2 separate regions of the Danio rerio genome follow, and region 1 is linked to region 2. Evidence: chromatin contacts called from public HiChIP or PLAC-seq data. All regions are on one chromosome and are shown on one strand. The core of a region is the stretch at or near the end of the contact, and the rest is flanking DNA. Distances in the headings are between cores, read along the strand shown.

The links. HiChIP or PLAC-seq counts read pairs in DNA pulled down with a chosen protein or histone mark.
Region 1: an H3K4me3 HiChIP or PLAC-seq map of embryo shows a contact between it and region 2, with 2.9 times the contacts expected there. The contact joins the promoter of wu:fj13e08 here to the promoter of eif4ebp2 in region 2. A contact is called at or near these places in 1 of 18 Hi-C or Micro-C datasets (an unstated tissue) and 1 of 4 datasets of contacts at active chromatin or transcription factors (embryo).

Annotation. Positions count from the first base shown.
Region 1 is chr13:34,047,528-34,050,227 of GRCz12tu, reverse strand. It overlaps wu:fj13e08, which reads left to right and starts at 1,443. Exons shown (of 2, transcript XM_002664185.7): 1 at 1,443-1,511; 2 at 1,756-2,700. The coding sequence starts at 1,843. paox (polyamine oxidase) reads left to right here. Exons shown (of 7, transcript NM_001328052.1): 7 at 1-133.
Region 2 is chr13:33,555,413-33,558,112 of GRCz12tu, reverse strand. It overlaps eif4ebp2 (eukaryotic translation initiation factor 4E binding protein 2), which reads right to left and starts at 1,284. Exons shown (of 3, transcript NM_212803.1): 1 at 999-1,284. The coding sequence starts at 1,131.

The sequences.
Region 1 (2,700 bases), core at 194-2,693, 490 kb before region 2:
ATTTCAACTTTATATATTAGTTCATGTTAACTTTTGCAACAAATGAGGCCTTATTTTTGTGTTACCAAATGCTAGTTGTTGTTTCTGTGATCTGAAAATAATTTATATATATTAAACATATTTTCTCATAATACTTTTTGTGTGTTTGTTTAAATTTTCTCAATTGTCTTGTGTTAAAAACGTAATCAGTACAATATAATTGTTTATCATAAATATTTAAACTTACTGCAATATATTCATACATAATAATAGAAGATAGTGTTTGGGTTATAAATAATTGAAAATTGATTGTAACCAGAATTAAACTGTAAATGTTAAACAGACATTCAAATAGTTTTTATTTGTATATTTAATGGCACAAACTATTGTGCAGAACGAATGTACGGTCACATTTTAGTGTATGCAGCTTTGCATTGTTATTTATCATGAGTAAAATAAGTAATAGATTTAAGTGAATTTTTTAAAGTGAAACTAGTTTCAAGAGGATTGTGTTTATGATTGACCACAGCTGGTCCTGCATTAGCTACTGCATTATCCACCAATCAAATGATTCATAGCTCACTATAAATAACAAAGTTTCTTACTTCAGTCATTTTCTTGAAGAATCCCCCCTTCCACCCCTACTTCTCCTTTTTTCCTGATAGGGTGACATGGCGGTCCAGTGGTTAGTACTGTTGCCTCACATCAAGAATGTCACTGGTTCAAGTCCCTAGAGTTTACATGTTCTCCCCATGTGACATAGGTGAAATGATCAAATCAAATTAGTACCATAGACAAACTCTTAATCAGCAGTATATCTCCATATAGCAATCCCTAATTTGTCATTAACCATAAATAAGCTGGGGAGTTCTTGAGACCTACCTGAGCTTTAATTCCCCCCTCGCTCTGGAAACTAGAGAGAGAACCATGGGCATGGGACAGCATGCCTAACAGGAAAACTGGAAGTAAAAACTGTTCTTGACTATTATATATTTATTGCCTTGTATTTAAAATTCCATGAAATATGGACCACTGTACACAAAGTACAATTATATTTATTTAAAAATTAAGTAATGTAACAATTTTTCATAGATGTTACCCAGTGATAGGTTGCAGCTGGAAGGGCATACGCTGCATAAAACATATGCTGAATAAGTTGGCAGTTCATTCCGCTGTGGCGACTCCAGAATATTCAAGGGACTATGCCGAAAAGAAAATTAATGAACGAATGAACAATTTTTCTGCATTTGCTTTGTAGTTTGCATAAACCACTGTACATATATTATAATTACTTTATAATATGGATATTTTAACCCACACAAAACATATTTATCATAGCTTAAACGGTATAGGTATAAAACGTATGCCTACTTATTATTGTTCTCCATCCCGCGCAGTAGAGGGCGGTGTGCCCAAAAGTCACTGCTTCTTTGTTACAAAAGCCACCGAAGAAGAATCACGTCACGATGGAAACCTCTCTTCATCTTTTAGCAAGACAACATCACAAGTTCTTTTCAGATTTCAAGTGAACGGTGAGTGGACTGTCATAAGCCTGCAAGTGCAGCGTATATTTATTACTTATCTATTAAACAATCTTAAACTAAATGTAAGAAGGTCATTTTTGGTCGTGAAGTGTTTATTTAGCACGGACGCGTTTGATGGATATTATAGTTTTAAGTAACGTTAAGTGACTAAAGACATGTCATTATGAGTACTGCTCACTAGTACCTTTTTAATATATATATATATATATAATATCTGCCTTTTCTGTCTTAGCACTGGTGGAACCATGGAAATGGGTCATGAAGAGCTTCTACAGCTGAATTAGAGCTTTGGCCATCAAAAGTCGAAGACTTGGTTATAATGGAGCAAGGTTTGCCATCTCCAAAAGCAGCCTCACTGCAACTTATGATGACAGGATGCTTAAAAAGTGAAAACAATAGTACATTCACATCGCAAACCAACTCCATGGAGCCAGAGATAGAAGTCAAACTGGAACCTGATCAAGATTCTTCATCTCTTGACTTTAACGAACCAGAAATGTTTCCTCATTCTCCTGGAGTTATTAAAGAGGAAAATGTGGATTTTGGCATGCAAATCTTACCAACAGGCCTAATACCTCCAGTTGAAATGGAGGAAGACTCTGAAATCAAAACGAACAAAGCTGATTTAAGCAAGAAATGCACTGGCAAGCAGAAAACGACAAGAAAACGAAAAGGAAGTGATGCACCAAGCCATTCAATGAGATGTTCCACAGAGCAGTGTAAAACAACCAATCAAATTATTCCAACTAAAATGAATTCTGATGTGTCGGGTGAAGAAATCACTTATGTGATAATACAAGAAAACACCACACAAAATCCAAAGAAACCAGGTTCCGGCAAAACGTCCTGCAAAGAAGAGCGGTTTATGTGTGAAACCTGTGGAAAAGGATTTCAGCGGTCTGATCTGCTCACGGATCACAGGAAAATCCACAGGAGACAGAAACCATATGCTTGTGAGCATTGCGGGATGAAGTTTGCCAAGCCGTCTTATTTGAAAATCCACTTGCGTAGACACGCCGGTGACCGGCCAATCACATGTGACCAGTGTGACAAGAGGTTTTTCGACACCTATGACTTAAAGGTGCACCAGAGAGATCACACTGGAGAAAGACCTTATATATGCTCGGAGTGCGGGAAGGGCTTTAAACGCATTTACATTCTTAACAAACATAAACTG
Region 2 (2,700 bases), core at 35-2,534:
ACTTTTATTTAAATGCAGTACCTAATGAGTAGTCTGTGATTTTGCACGCAGCCAATATATTTTATTATGCAAAACATTTGAAATATTTTGGAACATGTCAGGTTAAATAATTCAAATGAATCATTGACTCCTGCTGTGTTTATTAGTGTCAAAAACACAGATTTCTTTACAATTTAAAACCATATCTTTCAATCTCTTATCTGCTGGAGAAACTGTTGTCCTAAAAACAACAACAGCAACAAAAACTTTGAAAAAATTATTGCATATACTGTAGGGAAGGTGTAACAAAAAAATGTTTTGGCGGTTTTAAAACCTTGACTTTTCCAAACTGTGATATACCTTGAAAACCATTATTGTCCCATGCCTACTTGCAAGAGTTCATGCCTAAATTTGAATCCATTTCAAATCCTTAAATGGTGAACCAAGACTTTTTAGATCCTGCAGAAATCCTACATACATACACAGAACATCCTACATGCATACATATGCATGCATACACAAATAGGCACAAATATATGCAAACATATTGTTGATCTATATATCAATTAAGATGACAATTGATATAGTATATTTCATTATTACTATACATATCCTTATGTGCGTTTAATGTCCTACATTCCTTTGTTCTGTCCTGTTCTGTCAATCAGTCACTGCGGACCAATCATGTTGATCATATCGACGCACAGGCGGCGCTGTTTTTGTTTTGAACTACATGGCTGTGTCTCAAAAACCTAGTACGCTGCCTACCTAGTATACATATTTAAACCATGTCCGTTTTAAAAGTCTTAGCGTTTTTGACCATCATTACACTGTTTACATGCAAACTAAACGAAGGTTACAGCGAGAACCCTATAATGCTATCTAGGCAGGTGGAACACTAGGTTTTAAGACACAGCCGTTTTATGTGGTTACGGCTTCCTGGCCAACACAGGCCAACCATTATTACACGATCTCCCTGCAAACAGCTGCATATTTAAGGGCTCGTCTCGCTTTATTACCTCCCGGGGTGGTGGAGAATAAAGTGCCTCCAGGAGTGGTGCAATAGTCGTGAGGTAGCTGCGTTGAGTCGTTGATCAGCACCGTCCTGGTCGGGATGGCCCTGCTCTCACTAAGCTGACGACTGGACGACATTGCACTTGCTTCGGGTGCTAATCAGAGTCGAGCGATAAGTTTTCCCCGATGGAAGGTAAAAACCTCGGGCCCTTTCCCCTCGTTTCTTATCGCTTTCCCAGGGCTTTCTTCACGTTCAGCTCGTCCTCCCAGCCGTCAGCACCGACCCCTCCCTCCGCCAGGCAGGAAGCGAAGAGCGCTCGGAGGATATGACGTCAGGGAAGAATTACGTCGATTCAACGCCCACAATTTGTTTTACTCAACATTTTTGATACCAGTCAATGAGTTTTTACTGCAAAATAACTTATAAGGATAAAATTAAATATTGTTGACTCAAATGTATGCTAGTTTTGTAACCTAGACATTAAAAAAATTATACACTTGTTTTTCCGATGTAAATTGGTACAAACATTTTGGGACAAAAATTAGTTTGGGTTTGGATACATCAGAAAACATCTGCAAGACTTATCTTCTCATAGGAAATTATTAAGTTTAACGTAATGCTTAAAGATAAAAAGATAGATAATGAATTTGTTGATATTATTGCAATTTTATATTCATAAATTTTTATATATTTTTTTAATTTCCCCAAGACTATGGGTGTTTAAAGGAGAATCTGATATATATATTTAAAGACATTAAAAGAGATGAAAAGCCAACAAGAAAGATATTTATGTTCATCATTTGAGGATTTTGGTTGCATATTGTGAGAACTTCAACTCCCCTGTTTTGTATTTTTCTGTATCATTTATTTTATTTGTTATTTATTTGTTTATTTATATATATATATATATATATATATATATATATATATATATATATATATATATATATATATATATATATATATATATATATATATATTTTTTTTTTTTTTTTTTTTTTTATTATTTTATTTATTTATTTATTTTTTTCCAGAGATGGGTTGCAGCTGGAAGGGCATCTGCTGCGTAACACATATGCTGGATAAATCGGCGGTTCATTCCGTTGTGGCGACCCCAGATTTATAGGGTAAATCTGAAAAGAAAATGAATGAATACATGAATGCTGTATTATTGTTATTATTATTATTAGTAGTAGTAGTAGTAGTAGTAGTAGTATTCATGTTATTGAGGATGGGAGGATTGTGAATGCAAATTGTTTGTTATCTCAGTAAAAATTATTCAGATTTTTCAAAATTCAATAATCACATTTGTGATCATATCACATAAATAATGTTAAATAAATACGTTGATTTAGTCTGGACTTCGTATAGATTACTGAACTCAGTTTAACCTCGTAACCTTGTTTATTTCACAATATTGAAAAAACACATTGTGTGATATAAGAGGACTTTTGCTTGCTTTTTTTCTGCAAGATTTAGTTTTTTTAACATAATTAAAATTATTTTATATTAATTTCTGTTCTTATTTTACTTGATAGGGATTGTTTTTTATAAACTTAACTGTCAGTTTAAGAATTTTTTACATTTTTCAAAATTCAATAATAACATCTGTGATCACATCATATCAAATAAATAACAAATTAATACCATTAAAAATAAATACATTCATTCAGTCTGGACTTTGTATAGATTTCAAAACTCAGTTT